Linked DNA regions of Zea mays: all the other regions are linked to region 1. A link is a contact called in public Hi-C data. All regions are on one chromosome and are shown on one strand. The core of a region is the stretch at or near the end of the contact, and the rest is flanking DNA. Distances in the headings are between cores, read along the strand shown.

Evidence for each region. Hi-C and Micro-C count contacts between places; a contact is called where the count stands out from the background.
Region 2: a contact with region 1 is called in a Hi-C map of leaf, with 5 times the contacts expected there. The contact joins the promoter of LOC103650005 here to the enhancer-like site in region 1. A contact is called at or near these places in 5 of 25 Hi-C or Micro-C datasets (leaf, seedling and tassel).
Region 3: a contact with region 1 is called in a Hi-C map of tassel, with 4 times the contacts expected there. The contact joins the promoter of LOC100280804 here to the enhancer-like site in region 1. A contact is called at or near these places in 3 of 25 Hi-C or Micro-C datasets (ear, leaf mesophyll and tassel).

The regions. Positions count from the first base shown.
Region 1 is chr3:41,812,664-41,817,767 of Zm-B73-REFERENCE-NAM-5.0, forward strand. It overlaps the pseudogene LOC103651902. Among protein-coding and RNA genes, the nearest start is that of LOC100281032, 43 kb to the left of the region's middle. Within about 2 kb of position 2,873, at least 19 of the 20 cell types and tissues checked have an H3K27ac peak or open chromatin away from gene starts, as enhancers often do. A contact at or near this core is called in ear, leaf, leaf mesophyll and 2 more, where this site is marked.
Region 2 is chr3:42,167,598-42,172,701 of Zm-B73-REFERENCE-NAM-5.0, forward strand. It overlaps LOC103650005 (rab escort protein 1), which reads left to right and starts at 3,070. Exons shown (of 10, transcript XM_008675685.3): 1 at 3,070-4,012; 2 at 4,088-4,210; 3 at 4,400-4,499; 4 at 4,770-4,808; 5 at 5,050-5,104. The coding sequence starts at 3,258.
Region 3 is chr3:41,478,472-41,483,575 of Zm-B73-REFERENCE-NAM-5.0, forward strand. It overlaps LOC100280804 (deleted in split hand/splt foot protein 1), which reads right to left and starts at 2,046. Exons shown (of 3, transcript NM_001153724.1): 1 at 1,788-2,046; 2 at 1,607-1,712. The coding sequence starts at 1,700.

The DNA.
Region 1 (5,104 bases), core at 1,623-4,122:
TGGCACGATGTAGTAGTAGATATAGGCCCATAGGGTTACCAACATTAGAGCATCTGCATCTCTAACATTATTAAAAACGAGTTTAAATATTTTGGAACTTATTTTTTAAAACAATATTGGGTCCAAAAAACATGCTTGAAATATCTCACCATCATGGTTAGTCATCTTTGGTGTTCCATTGAACTGTACCCTTCATATTTATACGGAGGTTAGACCCTTTTCTAAGTGGGAGTCCAACGAAATCCCGTGAGAAATCTGAACTTGGACTCAGATTGATATATTTCTAGACTGTTTAGTCTAACATGTCAGATTATCCTGTAGTACGAATGCTACCACGTTAGGTGTTTAACAGTGCCAGATCTACCGACGAAGTTTGAGTTGGAGCCACATGAAAGAGACACAGAGATTATCAACGTTGGCGATGTGGCCACTGTAAAGACACACGAGTACCTCATCACAACTGCTAGGTGGTCCGCAAACCGCTACAAAGGCCGGCTTTTGCGGGTTGCCCATGCGAATGCGGAAATTGTGCGGTCCCACGTCTGCTTGCGCAATCATAAAAGTGATGGCATCCAGCGGCTTGCACATTCGGATGCGCATTCTCTTTGGCATAGGAGGGGGAAAAGCGTGGATATATGTGACCGCGCCTGACCGTGCATTTTGTACGAGGGAATCTATGACCTGCTGGAAGAGTGAATAGCGTGTCGTGGTAGCGTAAAATGCGTATGCGCAGACTTTTGCGTGCACGCAGCCTTAGAGCCTGTTTGGAAGCACATAGTTTATAAGAAACTGGTTTATGAAAGTTGAGGTGGTTCTAAACATATCAGTTTATACCTCAGTTTATAGAAATTGAATTACCAGTTTTTTAAAAACTAAGAAGCTGGTCTCTCCTAGATAAAAGATAAAAACTGGGTTTTCTTAAAAACTTATTGCTTCCAAACATGAAAAGGAGAACAAAATAATAGGAGCAGCATGGACGGCCCCCTGTCCGCTGTAGGCATGCATTCTTTAGGGCTTGTTCGGTTAGCTCTCAATCCATGTGGATTGAGTGGGATTGGGTGGGTTTAAATCCCAAGCAAGTCAAATTTCTTCACGATTTTTTCCAATCCCGTCCAATCCATAGGTAACGGGATTAACCGAACAAGGCCTTATGTGGATGCATCCATTCGTTCAAACAGAAAAATAGGCCAGCTTGGATTGGATCCGTGCACCGCTCGATCGAGCATATAGTAGCCCCGGCCCGGGCGAGATTGCCTAGCTATAGTTTGAACACAAGCTGGACCGGACCGTCGGCTCATCACCGGCATGCATGCATGCATGTGCCCTCTCTCCTGTCCTGTTCGTTGTTAGCCATTGATGGTGTATATCCGTCGTGGGTGCCATCGCTGCGACGGCATCATCGGCACAGGTCAAGATTCCAGCGACCATGCCATTTGCAAAAGCATGATCGGAGCAGAGCCTCGGGCGGATTAGGTAGAATGATTGCCAAATTATTAATGGCCTCTCGTGGAGCCCCGACCGCAGTCGCCTAACCCACCCCCGGCCCGGATGTCCTTTCCTATCTATGGTTAAAACCTGCTCCTGCTGTTAAATAAACACTGCGATCAGTGAGTGAGGACGTGGTTTGATTAGGCATCAAGGGGTGGGTCATTAGACTTCCGGCAAAAAAAAGAGAGGCCATTAGACTGACAGGCAGTACGACGAGCGCGACGGAGGCGCATGTGGCAGCATGAGGTCTGCGACTGCGAGCACATGTGGCCGGCCGGTACAGACAGGCTACACAGAGAGATTCTACTCTCGGCCTCTCGCACAATACGTCCATTCCGAGTCTCACTCTCATGTCTCGTCTCACACCAGGCAGGGGCGCAGGGCAGGTGTGTCCTACGTGGACCAGGAGGGGGAATCCGATGAGGACGCGACCTGTCGTGCGTGTGACGGCGGGACGACGACTCGCCAGCCAGCGGTACGTCGCGGTCCAAAACACAGCCATGCACGCCGGTGCCGGTCAAAGTAGCAAGGGAACGATGGATCGATCGAACGGAGCTAGATCGAACGTGCTCCGGGAAACGGAGATAAGGACACTGATGAGCTAGTAGCATAGCATCTGGGCATCTGGCCCTTCGCAACGCAAGGGAGGGAGCCCGTCCGAAATTCCCATTCCAAGGAGGAACGACGGGGGCATGATGAATATGATTGATCCTCCCCCCTCTGATTGGACCAAAGGCCAACGCAAAGCGCATTTGCAGCAGATCCGCGCGCGCGCGCAAAGCCCCTGCTGGTCTGCGTTGTCGTGGCCAACACGAGGACCTTGGAATTAGCACGAGGCGCCTTCCACTCCAAAGTTTATGCGGCTGCCGAAAGGGAATGCGTCCAGCCAGTCAGGTCAGGGTCAGGGTGGTGCTGGTTAATTTGTTCATTTCTTCATGGCTTGCGGAGATCCGGAGCGGCGGGACTGCTTCAATCCCGATGCGCCGCCAGTGCCTGTCGTGTACGTACTCCTACTACTACTACTCCGTCGCACGTGACGTGAACATTTTCCCCCCCTGGAGAAGCCAAAAAAAACTTACATTAAAAAAAACAAGGATAGCAACTATTTTAGACAAGTGAGCATAGGTACTCTCGATCGATTCCTACACGCTCTCAATCACCGGTCGGGCGACGAAGGTTCGTTAATTTGAATACGGCCCAAAACCACAGAACGTTGGTGAGATTTAAGAAGGCCCGCAGTGCGTTCCGGTTTCACAGCCACGGTCCACTGTCCGCCCCCCCCCCCCCCCCCCCCACCCCCAATTCAGGCCTAGTACAGTATGGGCCGCTACACTGGATCCACTCTAGAAGCCCTTCGGACCTAGGAAAGCCCAGCTCGACCCAATATTGTAGCCGCCGTTGCAGAATGCCGACGCATCTCCGCTTGACATAGCCTGATAGCCTCCACGCGTCCCTGCACGTGTCCCGCAAACGCCCCCGAGGGCTGACGCGTGACGGCAACCGGCCGACCATGCCTGTACCCGTCTTTTCCACTGCTACCACCCGTTCCCTACGCAAGTGCAAAACCCGCACTGAAGCAAACCGCCAGACTTGCCGTACTACTGCTCCTGTACTCCAGCACCAGAGCATGCGTGTTGCCACGCCCACGACTCGACTCGCCACCGCGTCTCTCGCGATCGGAGCAGCCATGGCCATGGTCGGCCACGTCCTCGGCGCGCGTGAAGGAGAACACCGCCGCCGCCAACAGCGCCGAATCCGACGAGCTCGGCCGCTTCACCGTCGACGAGCACAACAAGCGCGAGGTCAGCGGCCTCCCTCGCCTTCCAGTCTCCTCGCCCTCTGCATATGGGTGCTTAGTGATTTGCTTCATTCCTATGATGATTTTGGGTTTTATTGATGCATTCATGTGCGTGATTTTAGAACGCGCTGCTGGAGTTCGTACGCGTGGTGGAGGTCAAGGAGTAGGTGGTGGCCGGCACGCTGCACCACCTCACGCTTGAGGCCATCAAGACGGGAAAGAAGAAGATCTACGCGGCCAAGGTCTGGGTCAAGCCATAGCTCGACTTCAAGAATCTCCAGGAATTCATCCACAAAGGGGAGGTCACCACCGTCACCAACGCCGATCTCAGCGTCAGCGCTAAGAAAGGTTCGCTCTCCCGCCTATGAGATGGTCACTACCGTAATGCCTCCTGCCCTCTAACCGTATAGCGAGTACGGGTGGGGCCCCATGGTCTGTGTAAAGTGCTTTTGAAATGCCTTAATGCTAATTGTTTGCTTTGGATTGAGGAAACAAATCCCAAGAGTAGTAAGAGGGTAAGTGCTGATCTATTTTGGAACGGTGACTGGGCACATCCCATTTGGATTATGAATCCGAGTGGATTCTAAACAGAGTAAATATGGCACGAGTGACCGCTGACAGGTGGTGTCACAACCCAACCAAGTTATTGGGCCCACGTACATTAATTCTTGCTATCAAGGCCTCAGATGGATATGTAAGTGAATCAGATAACTTACCCGGGTACCGAACCATTTGGATTATGAATCCGAGTGGATTCTAAACAGAGTAAATATGGCACGAGTGACCGCTGACAGGTGGTGTCACAACCCAACCAAGTTATTGGGCCCACGTACATTAATTCTTGCTATCAAGGCCTCAGATGGATATGTAAGTGAATCAGATAACTTACCCGGGTACCGAGTTTCGATGAACTCGTTCATTTCCAAGGACCATTCACCCATAGTTGCAAATATTACAATAACCAAACATTAACATAAACTTTAACCATAGGAGTTGAGCGGAAGACTTTACAATACGATAATATACATTAGCAAACCTTTAAGTTTACAAACCAAGAAGTGTATAGGTAGGTTCAAGTGTTAACTTATTACACACCTGGGAAGAAACTCTCTTCCCGCAGCTCACACATAATAAACATAAGTAAAAATCTCCAGCATGAGTTTAACAAAACTCAAACGTGTTAATAGTTTCTCCTAACTTATTACAACACATGGGAAGAAACCCTCTTTCCGCAGCTCACACATAATAAACATAAGTAAAAATCTCCAGCATAAGTTTAGCAAAACTTAACGTGTTAATAGTTTCTCCTGCAGCAATACTGAAAATAAAATATTGAGTACGCAATTACTCAACAAGATTTACCCGACTAAAGAAAAAACTCTCAAGGGTATGCTGGTTTATTAGGAATCATGGTACAACTTATCAATTTCAAAGACTCATTTTGTAGAAGAGCTTACTAGTAGTGGATCCTTATGCCAAACTTTTACTTCACCAAACTTTTACTTCACCAGTTAAATACTTTTCCTGATTTTAGATTTGCCTAATCTAGAGCATTCACTTATCCTACACTAACTTTATTTTAGCAGCTTTAGTTTTACTTGTTAACTACGATGCAGGGCAGTGATCCAGTCTTCATATATGAGAAGTAACGACGATCCGAATCGATTAATACCTATCTGAGGATCTCCAACCACACGACATATGTATCACTTAACCTTTGCATATGTCAACTCGCCACCGGGTTTCTCAAGACCAGAACGGGTTCACGCGACCCGAGAGCATAGTACCCCACCATCCACCCACTTGCCAGGTGGGCAC
Region 2 (5,104 bases), core at 1,820-4,319, 360 kb after region 1:
ATTTTATATTGTAGATGTACTGTTTGTAGAGAGCAGTTTGAAATAAAGAGTAAAATAAAGATTAAAATAGAGAGTGTACTGGAGATGAATGCTGGAGAGTAGTTTAAATAGAGAGTGGAATAAAGATTGACTCTCTCCAACAACGAACTGTAAAACAACCTGTACTCTAAATTTAGAGGATATTGTGCTCCTTTATCCGTCAAACAAGGAACCCTAAAAGACCTAAAATTTAGAGTCTCTGCTTCAGCCGCTACATGTAGAGAAACACTGTTCGTCCTCTATCCCACAATCAAAGCGCTACGACCTGACACTTGTGCACGTGACGACCACTATTGATTGACTTACCCACGTTGCATGCATGCATATTGTGTTAAAAAAAATGGTGTCCGATGCTGGATTGTTGCATAATGCAGTTGCGAATAGCTTAGTCAAACTATTTTAATTTTGGTAGAGACTAACGGTTTTTTGTTTGCGTATACAAGAAGGAAAATATATAATACAAATTTGTGATACATTGTTTTGCTATATATGAATGATGAGTAATTTCTCCATAAAATGAAAATGTATTGTAATAAGTATTTCAATTTCGTGATGTACAAAAAATATTCTTTTTATAAAAGCGATAGGTAAAAATAATATAAATAATGAAATCTGGTAGCATTGTAGATATAGAAGACCAAATTTAGAGGACGTTGCTGGAGACTGATAAGATATAGAGGACGAAATTTTTTAGAGTGTGCTGTAAAGGACAGAATATTCTTTTAGAGGATAGAATTTAGTGGATGTTGCTGGAGACAGCCTAAGTCTATACTATACTTAAAGCACCAGTTTCAACGGTCGTCATGCGTCATCTTTTTATAAATAACACCTCACAATTATTTCAAATTAACCCGTTGCACGCCTATATATGGCCAAACGGCGGCCCAGCATGGGCCAGACGCTTGCGGGCCACAACTCTGGCCCATGCACGTCATGCCGGTCTGCTGACTGTGACGGGACGGCGGCCCAGCATGGGCCACAACTCTGACCCATGCACGTCATGCCGGTCTGCTGACTGTGACGGGCCAGCCTATCGACCCATTTGATTAAATCAGCGTAAAATGTTAAAAAGTGGTGCATGAGGTGAGGTGGGGTTCGAACCCATGCCCTGATGGAATAAGGGCGGGAAACACTGGGTGAAGCTGTCTAACCAGTAGAACATCCTGCTCAGATGTTTTTAATATTAAATATAAATTGTATATATATACGTTTTTTTAAAATAAAAAATATAATCGTGTCGGGCCGGGCCAGCACTACGGACCGAGGCTACAGCCCAAGCACGACACGATGTTCTTGGCTCTTGCAAGCATTAGGTTGTTTTTTAGACCACATTGGCGCAATGGACTTCATGGTGTTTGAGGTTGATGAATTAGATGGAGCAACAATGATTTGTCACACTAACAGTAAAATAAAGGTTATTTGTTGGTTTAAACGTTAGTAATTGCTATGAAGTAGCATAATTTATATGGAGCGCATCCGGTTTTTATTGATGCATGACTTTAGCAACCACTCCATATTTTGATCCATCTTTTTTATAAGTTTGAGTTTATGTGACTTATTTTAGAAACTTGAGCTCACAAACTTTCTCTTATTTGGTCTCTGTATGGTGGAATTATGTCATTTTATAATCTCTGTTCGTTCAGTTAGTCGTTGTGAACTCTCTTCTAATCGCTCACTTCATTGGCCGTGTTGTACCATGATATATTGCATGGAGTAAACAATAACATCAGTTAATCAAATTAAAAAAACATTATACGGAGAGTGGAGACAATTAATAAAAAATCTTGAATTTTTTTGGTGGATAGTTTACGTAGGTATTGTTGTAAGCCGTCGCAACGCACGGGCAACCGACTAGTCTACTTAGGGCCTGTTTGTTTACCCCCCAGATTATATAATCTGGATTAAATAATCCTAAGAGGCAAACAAACAGTCCAGCTTATTTGCCCAGATTATATAATCTAACCCCTTGGATTATGATAATCCATAAGCAAGTGAGGAGGTGCTTATTTCAGATTATTTTTTCCCACTTCCCCACTACACTTTCAAGTTTCCTAGAAATTATCCACCATTGCCATTATAATCTACCGAATCCCGCTACTCTATATTTGCCAATGTCAATTGAATTTTTTTTCAAATTATTTATGTAATAAATTATGAATACTCAGAAACGTTTGTGTTGGACACCAAATGTGTCTCGCGGACGGTCCGGCCCTGAGGCCGGACGGTCCGCGGTCCGGACTGTCCGCGGTGGTGGCGCGAACGGTCCGCGCGTGCGCAGAATCAGTTAGGGTTCCTAGTTTCTCGCGGGATTGGTTACCTAAAACCACGGGATTAACTCGGAAATCAGTTTGAAGCGGATCCAGACCTCCCCCTTTATATAGATGAAGGGCTACGGCCGATTGAACCCCCAACAATCGAACAAATCAAGTCTATTTCTCGTTTTTACCTTACGCATTAGGAATAGTTCTAGTCTAGTTCTAGTTTAGCCTCTCAATCTCCAAATTCTCCGCCTCTCTTCGACTCTACGTCGATTAGAGGAGTCTAGGTCGGCCTGCCGAGCCTAGACAACACCTAGGATCTCTCCTCCCCGACGGGGTCCCTCCCGGGAGCGAGATCCAGGCGCCGCCGGCGACTTTCGCCGCCCCCTGCGCACGCGCGGACCGTCCGGCCGTCAGGCAGGGAACCTTTGCCCCTGCTCTAGGTCGCGGACCGTCCGGTCCCTGGTCGCGGACCGTCCGCGCCTGTGCAGAGATCACCGCCGCCGGTTCTTGTTGAGTGTTTTGGCGCCCGAAAAAGGTGTCAACAGTTTGTTACATTTCATCTCATATATGAGTTTCAACCTAGTACAAATATAGAGAGCATTCTTGTCTTCCTCGTACAAAAGAATCCTATTAACAACTCAAATAATATGGGTAAACAAACAGGACTACTCAGATTATATAATCCAGATTATATAATCTAGATTATATAGTCCTCCAAAAATAATCCAGATTATATAATCCATGGGGTAAACAAACAGGTCCTTAATGTTCGAGATGAAGATAGTCTAACTAGTCTACAAACAGGCGTTCCTCAGCGCGCTCTTGCAGGCCGATAGTGGCACGGGTTCGCGATTGGGCGGCAGCGTGCTGCGACGACGGGAGGTAGTGTGCCGCCAGCACGGTGAACTGCCGCTCGTTGTTGCGGTACTCTATTGATCCCTAGATTTCACAACGAACATGGCGGAGGCGGCTGCCGATTCCTCCAACTCGGCCGTCGATGGCGGCGGCAGTAACGTCCAAAACGACTATCCCACCATTGACCCCACCTCGTTCGACGTGGTGCTCTGCGGCACGGGCCTCCCGGAATCTGTCCTCGCCGCCGCCTGCGCCGCCGTTGGGAAGACGGTCCTCCACGTTGATCCCAGCCCGTTCTACGGCTCCCTCTACTCTTCCATCCCCCTCTCCTCCCTCACCTCCTTCCTATCCCCTGAGGCCTCCCCTCCCACCTCGTCCGCGGCGGCCGCCGCCTCTGATTCGCGCACCGTCGTCGATCTCCACCGACGGAGCGTGTACTCCGATGTTGAGACTTCGGGGACGGTGCCAGAGCCGGCTAGGCGGTTCACCGTTGACATGGTGGGACCTCGTGTGCTGTACTGCGCCGATGAGGCAGTGGACCTCCTCCTGCGGTCAGGGGGCAGCCACCATGTGGAGTTCAAGAGCGTGGAGGGGGGCAGTCTCCTCTACTGGGAGGGCTGCCTCTACCCGGTGCCAGACTCGAGGCAGGCCATCTTCAAGGACACCACACTCAAGCTCAAGGAGAAGAACATCCTCTTCAGGTTCTTCAAGCTTGTGCAGGCACACATTGCTGCAGCATCAGCTTCATCTGATGAGACGGGACAGGGGGATGCATCTACCAAGATACCCGAGGAGGACCTAGATCTCCCCTTTGTTGAGTTCCTCAAGAAACAAGGGCTTCCTCCCAAGATGAGAGCGTAAGGGTGTTATAAATTGGTTGTACATACTATTTTTAGCAGGATGACTAAGACTGAGCTCTCTGGTGTTTGCAGGGTTGTGCTGTATGCAATTGCCATGGTGGATTATGATCAAGATGGTGCTGACCCTTGTGACAAACTGACTACAACAAGGGAGGGAATTCAGACCATTGCTTTGTACTCCTCGTCCATTGGAAGGTGAATCAGTTTGTCTGAACTTTTCAATGTCCACTTTGGAAAACCATATATATCATATTATATAATGCTTTGTTTATCAATCCAGATTTCATTTAGCTTTAGAGAAGGTATATGTAATCTAACATGTAGAATCTTAAAGTAACATGACTGTGGCAGTGTAATTTTACATTTTATTTTTCGCCACTCCAGGTTTGCTAATGCAGAAGGCGCTTTCATTTATCCTATGTATGGGCATGCTGAGCTGCCTCAAGCTTTTTGTCGCTGTGCTGCGGTTAAGGGTGCCCTATATGTAAGATGATCTTCACAAGTATGTGTGGCAGTGATTTTTGTGCTCTAGCTTTGGCTATTGTTTCTTGAATCACGTGATTCTAGCATCTTTCATCCCAATTATCTGTAATTGGTATGTTGCAAATCACAAACATTTGGGAACAGTGATGTGGTAGTCATGGGCTTGACCTCTCTCTGCTGGAATGGCATCTGACACCTTTACTTCTTCATTTTTTGATAATGTGTGCCAGTTTCCTCATACTTATCCTGAACAACGTATTTTATTATCCAGGTGTTGCGGATGCCAGTGGTTGCACTTCTTATGGATGAGGTATGATTATTTTGTTGTGAACGCAATGGCAGGAGCTCTGCCTTTCAATTAAGATAGAAAATAGATGAGGTATGATAATAAACTAAAATCTATGGTGCCCACATTCCTGCAATTGTTTGCTTGATGTAGTTATCACACACCGGATCCTTTTGAAATTTTGCTCATTTCAGCTATATTTCATCTTTATGCACAGCTTCTATTTGCATTACTAACTTGAAATAATTTATACTTTACTGATCAGGAAAAGAAGCATTTCTTAGGTGCCAGATTGGCATCTGGTCAGGATATTTTGTGCC
Region 3 (5,104 bases), core at 796-3,295, 340 kb before region 1:
TTTTTTGCCTTGCGGTCGATTCCTTAAATCATAAACTATCTTAGTGGGGTCCTTTTGCCTTATGGTTGATTTCTTTAGAAAAAAATGGAAATCGATATCATACACTGCACAAATTTTGTAGCTCTGTTTATCAAAACCATGGACTTATTTTCCTTATAGTATGAATGTTTGGATGCCTCATATTAAACAACACACCAGGTCAGATAATTTGGTTTTCTATTTTTGACACATGTTTTCCCTATATTTCCCTTTTTTACACCATACAGTAAATAAAATCATGTAAGAAATAGACTTACCTAACACAGACTTCTATATGCGGTTAAACACAGACTTCATAATTCACTGGAACCATAATCATATGTGATATATCCAAACATCGGAAAAAGCTACATTAATACAACAATATTTCTGACAGTACCATTTCCTTCCAACGGTCAAAAATCCTTTATTACTTCATCAACGGACATTAGCAGATTACAACCAAGGGATATTGCTTCCCATTAGGCTTCTATAATCAATTCCAATTTGCAAGCCAGTATATGTTTCCAGAATTTTAAGGATTACCAACTATTGGGTTTCATCATGGATGAATAGACCAATTCTGCCCATTAGTTGTTCTCAGTTCTTTCTTGGCAATTAGCCAATGAGATGTGTGCATAATTGGTTAGTTAAGACAAGTCTGGCAATAGCATATAGAATAACTAAACCACTGTTGTTGTGCAGTCCATAAGAAGCTTCTGCAAGTTAAGACCACTGTTGTTATGCAATCCATAAGATGCATAGACCAATTCTGTCCATTAGTTGTTCTCCGTTCTTTCTGCAGTGTTGTTGTACACAACTACACATCGGAACAGACGCCCACAACGTCCATGAAGAAATGGAGATTAAACATGGTTGTTAAGAAAGGCATAGTTTCTATAGCGCGCACACGCCGCTTTTGTGGCCGTTAAGGTCAATGTTTTGTTGTCTCAAGAAATTTCTATATATATATCTAATCTGTTGTCAACTGCGTTGCTTCACAAACTTCCTGTGAATTTTCTTTTATCGCATAATTATTTTGTGATGACTAAGGGGGTGTTTGAATGCACTAGAGCTAATAGTTAGTGGCTAAAATTAGTTGAGACATCCAAACACCCTAGCTAATAGTTCAGCTATTAGTTATTTTTGGTAAATTAGTTAATAGTTAGGTAGCTATTTGTTACCTAGCTAATTCCACTAACAATTTTTAGCCAACTATTAGTTCTAGTGCATTCAAAACACCCCCTAAGAACAAGAATTTGGTTGGCTCATGTAGATGCAACCAGGATCATTGTAATATAGTTTTCAAGCTGTTCATGATGGTACGTTTGCAAGTTGCAAGATTCTATTACTGTAAATATATGTAATATGCTTCCATAGATATCACTATAGGTATATGGTGTTCCACACATTAAGTCAACTCGAGCAAAGCGCGAGTTACTAGTTGTAAAGTAAACGTCCTGACCAATTGGATCTGATGCCCTAGATACTAGCAACACCGCACAGGTTTCCATCTAGCCAACCAATCAAATCTACTCGTGCAAATGGTCAAATCAACATGCCCACGAAACGGGGGGCGGGGGCGTACCTTGGTCGATCTCGAACTCTTCGAACTCGTCATCGTCCTCGAGGAGGTCCATCTTGGCGGCCTCCGCCTTAGCGTCCGCCGGTGCCGCCGCCATCAACGCTGCGCCCTGCGATGCGGCCGAGTGTATCAGCGGGGAGCGACTCGAGGCGTGGGAAGGACAGACGGCGAGAGCGGCACCGACCTACCTCGCGTGCCGGGAGAGAGGACTAGATCAAGCGGCGTACACGAAACCCTAGCTAGTCCGGGAAGCAGCTTTGCGGGTTGCGGGCGGCTGGTGCAGTGGTGCAGGTGCTGGTGCGATCGGAGTTGGCTGGGCCTATTTGCTAGCTGGTCAGGTCTGCCAAGGCACCACTCTGGGACCACAATGTCAGCGTTACTAGATCTGCTACGGTGAAGAAGGCAACACTGATGAATCTAAAGAAGACTGAAGAAGGAATCGGTGTCATACTGAAGAGAAGCCAAAGAGTACCGAAGCTCAATCCTAAATATGCCAGTAAGGACCGGATGTAACAGGGTCCACCAAGTGTTAATCATAGTAGTTAAGCACTAAGCAAAGAGGGTTACGGTTAATACCAGAACTAGCTATAAGTAGCAGGAAGGAATTTATTGTACTTGTACCTGGCTTTTTAGCTGGCCTAAACTTGGAGAGGAGGAAAGGAATACCTGCACCGCCCGAACCACTCCCTGTTCTTGCATGCTTTTGAGAGTTGCTAACATTTTGGTACCAGAGTCAACCTGGATCCACCACATGAGTACTTCATGAGGGCACAGGCAAAGGGAGGAGTGATGGCACCGCCACGAGTGGAGGATTCCTTGTCGCAGTTGATGGCGAAGATCGACGAAGGCAGCAAGGAGACGTACAGGCAGATAGACTCCATGCAGTCCGCCATGGAGAAGATGGAGAATACCATCAAGGGCATGGTGACTGATCGGAGCGACTTCAAGAGGTGGAGATTGGAGATCAAAACCAAGGTGGTAAAGATGACAGAAGACGCTCCAGGGCCAGGTGAACGCGAAGTCGAGTGGGGAATCTCCTGTTTTGGTGGATCCGATGAAGCCGAAGCCTACTGGAGGGATGGTGACCACGTCGACCGGAGAACCATCGGTACTAGCGAGTGCGTCGGCATCGATGACACCTGAACCCACGGTGATTGGATCGGTGACCGGACCAACTCTTCACCATGCTGCTGAACCCTTCCGTCGACCAGGCGCTGGACCGGAGATGGCACGTACACCATACTCTATGGGAGGTATTGTCGCGTTGAATACCCAGCACCCTTGGTCCTTTGTTCCTAATTCAGTAGTGTAGACTGCTTCGATGAATTGGTCTCAAGGTCCTGGTACTAGCATGCCTCAGATGAACTTTCCTGTTTTTGATGGGTCTAATCCAAAGTTGTGGAGAAATCGTTGCGAAACGTATTTCGAGTTTTATGTTGTGCCTAGTGAGATGTGGATCTAATTGGCTATCATGCACTTTCAAGGTCCTGTGCTGTATTGGCTACAATCAATGGAGGCTAGAGCAAGAGACATGAGTTGGCATGAGTTGTGTGCCACCCTGAATACCAGATTTGGGCGTGACCAACATACCTTACTGATTACACAGTTCTATCATATTAGACAGACAACTTCGGTGACTGAGTATGTCGAGCGGTTTGACCAATTACTGCACCAACTGTTGGCCCATGAGAATCAACTAACTCCCACCATGATTACAACACGGTTTGTGGATGGGTTGAAGGATGAGGTAAAGGCAGTAGTGATTATTCAACGCCCAAAGGATTTGGACACTACGTGCGCTCTAGGTTTGCTGCAAGAAGTGTTGAGTAACATGGGAAAAAGAGAGTTCAAGAGATTTGACTCAGTCTCTTTTGCTAGATTGCCATCCCGAGCTGGGCCGATCAGCCGATGCCACTACAATTGCCCCCAGCTTCTGGAAGCGAGATGTTGGGAATGGGTGAGGATCGTCGTGTATCTAATCCTACTGGCAGCCGAACTGAAGAGAGTAAGATGGTTGTCCTGAAAGCTTACCGAAAAGCCAAGGGTCTATGTTTTAAGTGTGGAGAACGTTGGGGTCACTCCCACGGTGTTCGACCAGTGTACCATTACACCTGGTGGAAGAAATGTGGGCACTAACCATGAAGGAGGAAGAAGAGGATACAGAGGACACATCTCAAGAAGAGAATCAGGAAACTGCCCTTGCTATTTCGGTGGTTGCAGTAAGTGGAGGAGAAGGTAATAGGACTATTCGGTTGTGGGCCACCATACACTGTCAACAGGTGTTGATCCTAGTGGACTCAGGTAGTAGTGCTAGTTTTATGGGAGATCATTTAGTTGGGGCTATGACAGGGGTACAACTCATGCAGCCTCCAGTCCAAGTGAAAGTTGCTGATGGGGGAATGTTGTGGAGTACACATATTGTGCCAAATTGTTAGTGGCTTTGTGGTGGGGTTACTTTTACCACAGACTTATTCAAGCTATTACCCCTGAGTGGAGACGATCTCATACTTGGCATGGACTGGCTTGAGGGCCATAGCCCCATGTCAATTCGCTGGGTATACAAATGGTTGGAGTTTGAACACAAAGGGAAAATAATGAAACTGCAAGGTTTGTTACCAAATACACAATCTTGTTTGAGTATCACAAGAGTGCAGCTAGAGTCCTTGGTTAGGTAGGAGGCTGTGGAACAACTACTGGAACTGCAGTCGGTGCAAACCACAAAGACTCCAAATATACCAGAACCTGTAGCCAAACTACTTGAACAGTACCAACAATTGTTTATTGTGCCTACTGGGCTACCTCCTAAGAGATGGATAGACCACACCATTCCACTGCTACCTGGGGTGCAATCTTTCAAGATGAGGCCTTATAGATATACCTCTCAACAAAAGAATGAGATAGAAAAATAGGTTGCTGAGATGTTGAGCAGTGGAATCATTCAAGAGAGCACCAACACTTTTGTATCCCCTGTGCTGCTAGTGAAGAAGAAAGATGGAGGGTGGATATATGTGTCGATTGTAGAAGACTGGACGCTCATACTGTCAAGAACAGGTATCCCATGCCAATCTTTGATGAAATTACCGATGAGCTAAGTGGTTTTGTAGTGTTCTCTAAACTGGATCATCGGGCTGGATATCATCAGATTCACATTAAGGAAGGAGACGAACCAAAGACAGCATTACACCATGGGCATTTTGAATATCGAGTCATGCCTTTTGGCTTGACTGGGGCTCCTGCCACTTTCTAGGACTTCATGAACCATATACTTGCACCTTTACTGAGGAAGTGTGTCATGGTGTTCCTAGATGACATCCTAGTGTATAGCACTGACCTGGAGAAGCACGTGGATCACCTTGAGGTAGTCTTCAAGCTATTGAATCAACACCAGCTACATCTGAAGAAATCCAAATGCCTCTTTGAACAGGAACAACTGGAGTTTCTCGGCCACATCATAAGCAAGGCAGGTGTTGCTACTGATCCCCATAAGGTACAGGTAGTTAA